Linked DNA regions of Zea mays: all the other regions are linked to region 1. Evidence: chromatin contacts called from public Hi-C data. All regions are on one chromosome and are shown on one strand. The core of a region is the stretch at or near the end of the contact, and the rest is flanking DNA. Distances in the headings are between cores, read along the strand shown. Region 1 holds the start of LOC100282267 (actin 1). Region 2 holds the start of LOC100193052. Region 3 has its middle 140 kb from the start of LOC100193052.

Evidence for each region. Hi-C and Micro-C count contacts between places; a contact is called where the count stands out from the background.
Region 2: a contact with region 1 is called in a Hi-C map of endosperm, with 5 times the contacts expected there. The contact joins the promoter of LOC100193052 here to the promoter of LOC100282267 in region 1. A contact is called at or near these places in 2 of 25 Hi-C or Micro-C datasets (endosperm and leaf).
Region 3: a contact with region 1 is called in a Hi-C map of bundle sheath, with 7 times the contacts expected there. The contact joins the enhancer-like site here to the promoter of LOC100282267 in region 1. A contact is called at or near these places in 2 of 25 Hi-C or Micro-C datasets (bundle sheath and endosperm).

What each region holds. Positions count from the first base shown.
Region 1 is chr8:102,335,192-102,338,043 of Zm-B73-REFERENCE-NAM-5.0, forward strand. It overlaps LOC100282267 (actin 1), which reads right to left and starts at 1,466. Exons shown (of 5, transcript NM_001155179.2): 1 at 1,107-1,466; 2 at 96-163; 3 at 1-10. The coding sequence starts at 152.
Region 2 is chr8:101,560,281-101,563,132 of Zm-B73-REFERENCE-NAM-5.0, forward strand. It overlaps LOC100193052, which reads left to right and starts at 1,411. Exons shown (of 3, transcript NM_001138220.1): 1 at 1,411-1,496; 2 at 1,628-1,701. The coding sequence starts at 1,477. LOC109461487 reads left to right here. Exons shown (of 3, transcript NM_001347996.1): 3 at 1-535. The coding sequence ends at 186.
Region 3 is chr8:101,701,205-101,704,056 of Zm-B73-REFERENCE-NAM-5.0, forward strand. No RefSeq gene overlaps it. Among protein-coding and RNA genes, the nearest start is that of LOC100193052, 140 kb to the left of the region's middle. Within about 2 kb of position 1,372, at least 17 of the 20 cell types and tissues checked have an H3K27ac peak or open chromatin away from gene starts, as enhancers often do. A contact at or near this core is called in bundle sheath, where this site is marked.

The DNA of each region.
Region 1 (2,852 bases), core at 216-2,715:
CGAAACCGGCCTGTAAATATTGAGGAGTTGAGCAACAATTAGGTCACAGGAGTAGAGTTGCTTTGTTGGAAAAGACTTCTGAACGAGATAACAACCTTGACCATTCCAGTGCCATTGTCACATACGATAGGCTGGATATCCTCGTCAGCCATTCTCAACTATTCTGTAACAGACCAAAGTTCAGCGTTCAGTACACATTCATAGAAAAATGCAGTTATGCAGCCTGGTCGGGGAATCAAAATACACTTTCTGCTCATGGTTTAAGGGAAAAGCTTTATGTTTTGATAATTGTCTGTCGTTTAATTGTGACTTCTATGCATAGGGAAAAGCTTTATGTTTCTACAGCAGTACAGCAGCCTTAAAATACCAAAGATCTAAGTATTCGAGCGTATAGATGTAGATGCGGAGTCAGAGAAATTCTGCTCCCCGATGATCTCAGTTTTCTACAAAATAAAGCGGATATCACCATTGGTCACACACAACTTCATAGGAAAATAATTCCTTTTGGGATATTTTTTCCCATCTGGCCTTGCTGCTGCTGTGGCCCGAAGCAATAAAACCAGCACTATCCTGCTCTATCAACATATGCTTGGTGGAACTCTGCTTGACGGACATTTCTAATCAAAAAAATTACGCCTCCTACTTACTACCCTGGCAACTAGAGGTCAACGGGGAACCAACAAGCTCAGCGGACAGCGGTTTCTACGATTTGTTTTTGGTTTTTGGGCAGCGAGTAAATTCGTAGCTTGTTATTTGAAAAAAAAAATCATATAATAGGAGACACCACTGGCAGCAAAGTCGGGTACTGTCGGCACTGCGCCATAGCACAATCCAAACATAGCTAGCCAGCATGCCTTAGCATAATCCTACCATCCCAGCAAAGTTCGAATTCCTTTACCCTTGCAGCAAATCACCACAAACCAAACAGAACCGCGGAAAAATCAGCAGCGCGCCAGACGTAGAAACCACAAAAAAAAAAAGTTACCGGACAACACCAGTCAAAGGCCTGGTGACTGGTGACTTGGTGAGGCGATCTGTCGGGAGATTAGTACGATTCCGCGGAGACAGAGAAGATGAGATCGAAGAGCAAGAGGGAGAATAATCACCTGCTCGAAGAGGTGGCGGCGATCGATGGCTTCGGCAGTTGGGCCTCTCTGGAATCCGGAGAGACTCGATCGATCGGCGAGTGTGACGCAAGGACTTTCGAAAGGAAGCAAGCGAAGACAAAAGGAAACGCACGGACGGCCCGGCGTGACGGGCGGGGTTTATACCACACGCCGCCGCATTTTCTTCGAAGAGAAAGAAAGGGTACTACTCCCGTCCACTGCACCGCCCGTAGAAAACGGCCGGTGCTGCGAGCGTGACGGCCGTGGGGACTGGTCCCGTACCTTTTGCTCCCCAGCCGCGGCACGTGTCGTTCTCGATCGACACGTCGGAGCGTACCCGCAGCTTGAGACGTGCAGGACTCGTCTCTGTGTCTCTGGGCCGGCCTGATGATACCGGCGGACAATGGGACAAAGGGACCGAAAGCCTCTCCAACGGTCTAGTGCAGCCGTCGCCGTCGTAGGAAACTTTCGGTGCCCAAAGTAGTGTTAGAAATTTAGGTGTTTTAAGTTGAGTTTTTTTTTAGGTAGTGCTCTCAGTTTTATTGGTATTGTTATTTTTATTATTAGTTGTGTTTTTAGTTTTATCTTTTCAGTGCTATAGAAATTAGAACATAAGGGTAAACTGAGAAAAAAATACAACTAAAGATAAAAATAAGGACATCCGCAAAACCGATGGCACCACTTTAAAAAACCCTTTTAAGTTTTAATTTATTCTAAAAACAGTATAATATAGGTGATGACATTTATGTGCATGTGTGTATAATTATTTATATAAGCAGTAAACATCAATAAAACATATAAAAATACGAAAAACAGAATGTACCCTACGGAGGGACCGATGCTCAAGTCATCAGTGGCTCCATTCACATGAGACACCTCGTGTGTATGTTCGATGTAGCCGTACAAAGTCGATGCAGGAAGATGTGCGTCGTGCAGTCACTCGGACGGTCGTCAGAACCGGGGAAGACGACGAAGAACAGGAACAGATCACGAGAGAAGTTGCGAATACGCTTCCCAAAAATCTGAAATCGCCCGCACACTCGTGCAAGTACATCTCTGCGAACTGCGATTTCGGAGGCCTGCTCTCCCACTCTCTATGTGCTCACAGAAAATAGTACGTGGATATATTGTTTGCAATTCACGAGAGATGATATCGCGTATAACGGAAGAGAGTCCTCCCTCTCAATTCTTATAGATCGTCAGAAGGGGGAGAAGGACAACGAACAGAAACAATCGAGCCATTAGATTTGAAAACTGACGATAGTAAGCCACGAGCCACGGCCCAACCCGGCCGGTGGTGGCGGCGCGCGTGTGTGGCAGTCCTTCATCCTTTTCTCAGCTTCTCAATAGATGCACCAACTGTCCACTTTTTAAAGTTGATCGATTTGTCAATTAAACTTTCAATATGGTGCTAATTTATTAGTACATCATATCATTTTAAGTGGGTCATTAGCATTGATTATTATTGAATATTAATGGGCCATGCCCACATTTATCCAATAATCCCCACCAAATGCTAAGTCACACGAAAATGCTCTCATCATCTCAAACGTTGATATACTGGTGTTTCGATGGAGACTGTGAAGTTGAACATCCACCTAGAGCATATAATACACTTAACCACAACTGCACAATGGACTAAACCTTGAATTGGTAGTTTTGTGTGGAATGTGTTTCATCTAAACTCTTTACCACTACTAGATTGCCGAACACATCCCCTCTTGTTGGAGCATATAAGTCAAACTC
Region 2 (2,852 bases), core at 161-2,660, 770 kb before region 1:
GGTTACCACATCACTTATTCGGCATATTGTCTGCATGCTACACTGGAAGGAGTTTTGGATCTGGAAGCCCCGCTGCTTGATGACCCAATCGCTTATTATCCGGAGGATGATAAATACACTATGAAAGTCGTTGACATGATAAAGAGCTACTGGAAGGAATCGGTTCCTTTCCTAAAGGAAATTTAGAGGAAATAATGTTCGCGCCCTCAATGTTCAAATTGCAGGAAACTCCACATTCCTGGACATCTTCAATTGAATTGGGAAGAACATTGCACGTCTACGTTTTCAGGCCGTTTAAGATTATCTGATTGACAGTTTCACGCCTAACATTGTACAGGATAGATTAAGAACATTGTTTGCTGCTGCTCTTGAATTTCTGCAATCAGGATCTCGTCAGCCTATTTTTGATAAACAGTCGATCTTTTTTTTTTCCCTGAGATGCTTTTGGCGGCAGTAGAAGGTAGGCGGTGCTTGAGAGTGACAGAGGGCCATGTAACCAGGGGATAAATCTTGATTGACTAGTCCAAGCAAAGGGTGATGCTCGCTACCAGAACTTGAATGTGTTTTTTTTTCCCATCAGGTTCATCCTAGGCATCTGATGGTACTACAAATTGCAGCATGCCGGGACAGTGAATTCCAGTGCATGAATGAAGCATATATGCGCTGGCAGGAAAAAAGGCCCAACGTTGATGCCAAAGAATCGTAATCTTTCCGGAAATGACCTGGAGGAAGGAACGGATTTTTTAGTTTTTTTAAATCATGTGTATGCTTCTTATGAAACTAAGATCACTTTTGACCATAGGATTGGCGTTATATTCAATATATGTTCAAGAGACAATCATGGTCAATAAGAACGTCAAATATAGAAGGGCTGACGTAGACGCCGTTGTCTCTCGCTACTGTGCGGTGGTAATTTGAACCTTTTGTCCAACGTCTTCCTCGCCGTATTGCATCGGATTCTTGCATATATTTGCTGCACTTTCTACGTCAATTACTATTTGATTCGTGGCTAACTGTGTCACATTTTACTTAAGATTAATTTTTTAAATTGAAAAATCAATCTTAAACAAAAAGTTAGATAAAGTGTGGCAATTTAGGCAGCAAAGCGAAGTCAATCCGAGGAAGTATATCCCCTTCCTATAACCAGTAAACAAACAGGGTCTAATCATTCTAACTCCATTTAGAAGTTTGACTTTCCTTCTCTCACCTGTTTTTGTGCGTTGTCAATTCCCAAGCGAACCAAAACCATCCATTGACAGGCAAGGCAGCTACAGTTACGGGCGTGACGCCCGCGTGAAACCAGCGTCTCGTGCATCCTACGGCCACCGGCTTTCCCCATTTTGTCCTTAACTCAAACGCGCAAGCCACCCCCTCTTCGCTTCCGTTCCTGTCCTCTCCTCTGTCCCTCTACGGTGCTTCTGCTCGCCGGCCCAAAATCGCCTCATCGACCACGCCCCCTTCCAGGCTCCCGTCTCCATGGGTCTCCTCTCAAACAGGTCAACTCTCAGATCCAATCTTTCTCTGGTATTTGTTCCTAGAATCATCCGTATTGGCTAGTCTCACATCTCTGCAGGGGCGGTTATTTTTTTTCCTTCTTTTGTGTGATTTTTTCTTTGTGTTGGGACAGGATTGGGAGGGAGAGCCTCAAGGCGGGGGATCATATCTACTCCTGGAGGGCGGCGTGGGTCTACGCGCATCACGGTGAGGTGATTCGTATTGTATTGCTTTTGCATATGCTTACTCCGTTGTATTTAAACTTCGATTGGACGATTGGATCACATTAAATTGCCAAGGTTTTGGGCTCATGAATTGGCGAAATGGGACTTGGTTTAAATTTTATGCTACGAATTTGCTAAATGGGGACTTGGATCACATTTTATAAGCTCAATGCTAAAAACAAGCATACGGATTTGCATATCAGATTCTATATTCTATTTATTTGCAATCAAAGATAAAAGACCAAAAAATTGATATCCAAATAAGTATATGCTTTCATCCCTATTCTTATCGCCGATGTCGGGTGCTTTGGGTTAGGAGGGGATTTCTTTGAAGTCTGAACTGAAAATGATTTTAGGATATAGATCTAGTTAGCTTCTTGGGGGTTGGATTGATTCTCTAGATATCAACACCAGCACCACTAAATGCTGTGCATGCTCTGTCGCACCGATCTTCAGAGTTTGAAGTATAAACTCAATAGGAGTTCTATGTCAGACCAAACAAAATAGACAAGTTCCATTTGGAACTAGATAGATCCCCCTAATCCCGTGGAAATTGAATTGATCCCTGTGAAATTTTTGCCTTCAGATGCCTCCGTACTGCCTACCTTCCTCCTCTTCTTTTTATTTATCATTTCCCAAAAATTTCCTCCCCCATGGATCCCTCCAAATAACGTTTAGGGCTGGTTTGGTGATGAGATTTGGAGGGGATCCATGGGAGAGGAAATACCTTGTTGAATAGCAAGAGATTTCCTCCCCCGTGGATCCCTCTAAATCCTTTGTCTCCAAACCAGCCCTTAGTACTTTGCCGTATGCATAGATGTTTTTGGCCTTTGATCACCTTTTGACAGGTGCTACATGGGAAAAATGAAATTGTTATTACAGATTGTATATCGTTGGGTAACCTTGTAGGAATAGGAAACGTTGTAGGTATTTTTTTTGGGGGGTTGGGGGGATTTTCTTATGTACCATGAATGTTCCCCTTACCTGTTATATGCCACTCCCACGCATTGTGTCACTGAGACAGTGACCTAAACACTGAACCCACCTTGTGAATTGTGATGCATTGAGGAGTTTTTAATGGACACAGTTCTATGCAATTTGAGGCGCCATTCACAGTAAATTTGTTACAGATGT
Region 3 (2,852 bases), core at 122-2,621, 630 kb before region 1:
GCACGCCACCTAAGTGTGACAACCAAAATCTTGTTTTGGTGAATTAAAGAGTCCTCCAAAGATTTGAGAATAAAATTACTTCCAATAATAGATCTCTTTCTTTAGAAGGAATATTTTCCTAAAATAAATAGTAATATTCAAAGTATGACAATTCAAATGTTAAATTTAAAACTTTGAATGTATAAATTAATACTTGAGAATATTCACTAAGATACTTAATGGTGATATATCAGAAAAATGTTTTCTTAAAATAACATCTTTTGCGAATACTAATTTATATTGCAAAGCATTCTTTGTTAAATAGAAAATGGGATAGTAAATAAATAAAATTTTGCCTTGCATCTCTTGCTGAATTTTTTACTTGTGCATTTAGAAGTTGGTATTTAAACTTTGGTTGAAGTTGAACCTTGGTTTGAAAACTAGGAGTTGAAAATAGAAAACATAAATAAAAAAATAGGAAAAGCCTTTACCTAGGCCGAATCCTAGCCTTCGGCCCACCCACCTTCCCCCGCCCCTGCGCGACCGCTTTGGCTGATCCCATCTCTGTGGCCCAAAACCATGGATGTGGTGCCGACATGTGGGGCCCGCACGTCATCTGGTTCCACTCCCGCCTCTCTCGCTTGGGTGGCTGATGCCTGGATCACCACGATAAGCTTCTTCCTCAACCATCCGCGAGCTTCACGCTTTGCGCCGCGCCAATCTCGGCCGGATCTGCTGGGCCCGAGCTCCCTGTTTGATCTTGCCGCCCGAGGGGGATCTACCTGACCTGGGGTATAAGAGAAAAAGCACGCCGCATCTGCGCATCTCTTGCTTGCCGCACAGAGAGAGTCATGGAGAACGAGAAGCAAGAGATAAATGGGGGGGGGGGGGGGGGGGGGGGGGGGGGGGGGGGGGGGAAGCCGCCACACTCGATCTACGAATTCGCAGCCGATCGATGCTTGGGGATGGGTCTCGGAGGTCCGCTGGCGTGTGAAGATCTCGTCCGATCGATTCCTCGGATGCGTGGGCCACTTGGGTCCAGGGAATCGCTCACCGGAGCGCTGGGCCCACCATGGACTGCACGTCTCTGTGGTTCAGGCACTACTCCGCACAATCGTCGGTAAGAACCTCCCCATAGTTTCGCTTTCACCTCTGCATGGTGTAGCATCTTTTGTTTCGAAGTTGAATTAGTGGATAATCTACTGGTCGAATACCGGCCATGGTGCCACCACATTGGGTGGGCACCGCCGCTTCGTTGGCCAGAGAAGGAAGAGGGCCGTCTATCCATTGATCGACTAAGAAACGGTGACGATTAGAGCAGGCAGATACCGGTTGGGCCCTTGATCCATACCGTTGATCCGGGATCGGAGCGTTGTGGGTTGGGCACAACTATTTTAAATCCGAACCATAGGCGCTCGATCGGATGAATAGGCTTGCATCAAAGGGTGGTCTATTGTGGGCTATTGATACGGGATCCAAAGGTGGGGGTGACATACCGATTCGTTATGAAATCCGACATATCGGTGGCGTGGGCTTCTAATCCAACGGCACAGATCAGCCCATACCTCTTCGTCGTGGTGCTTTCGCATAAGAGACCCCGAGTTTCTGAAAACTAAACCCGCCATCCCCGTATGCATAAAAATCACTGCACCTAGGTCCTATTTTTCACGAGTTAGCCCCTGAACTCTCAAGAATTAGTGTCCGCTGTCCAACAAGGATAAAATAAATGGTGAATTGAATATAGAAATTGATTTTGTTGTAAAAATAAACCTAGAAATCTTAGATAAATCATAACTTGACCGTTTTAACTCAGATTTAAACCGTTCAGGTTGTGTTAGCTTCATAATAAAATGTCCTACGCAGTGACATCATTATTGTACCATCAAAAATATTTTTATAAATGGATAATGGATTAGCCTATGTTTAGTAGATTAATCCTTCTAACCAAGGTAAAATTAGTCCATGATGATAATCTGACTAAAATAAGATTTCTAACCAAGATATAATCTAGATTAAGGTGGAATTGATTATTTAGAGTATATTTACTCATATGATGTAAATTAACCAATTTATAATATATTAATATTCCATCATGTAGATATTCCAAAAACCATATCCGTTCCACCTAAACTCCAAATTTAGTGGTTCTCGAACCTAGGATCTAGTTACGATACGTAGAACATTGTTATGCAGTTTGTTCTTATGTTTGGTGCGATGTTAATTTTGCCTATACCATGTTTGTTTGTATTGCTACTACTAGCAGCGAGGTCACGAGTCACTTAAAGACCAAGTTGGTGAAGTACCTGGGAATCTTGAGTCTAAGACAAGTTGTGGCTTTGATCACTTTTTCTTTACCCAATAATGTTCCTATTAATCACTGTGACATAATGCTCAGGTTAAACTGATGGGACCTAATAGGTTTCCCTAGACATGTTTATCCTTCACCTTGTTTACCACTGAACTTTTGGGTAGTTTTGCTGTTGCTCTACCTGGTTTTGGGATTAATATTACATTATGACCATGTTCCAGTTATACTATTGTTTAATTATTGTTCATGACAAGATCATTGTGTTAAATAGAACATGGAGCTTAACTTGAGAAACATGTGCTACCACAAGAGTGGAATGGAACACCCTTGACTTACTAATTAGGAAAGCTAGTGGAGGACTACCTTACCCGAAAGGGGAAAGGGCAGTAGGGGAGTTGTCGGTATAGGGAGGTTCTCGGGTCGATCATGCTGCGATGGCTTTTCGAACGAGGGATTCCTATATTGTGCTCCCTAGAAACTGTAGGGTGGTTTTTGAAGCTAATGGAACTTTGTAAAGGTCTCATAGTGGATCCCTAGCCATTCACTTCGGAAGTGTCTAAGTGTT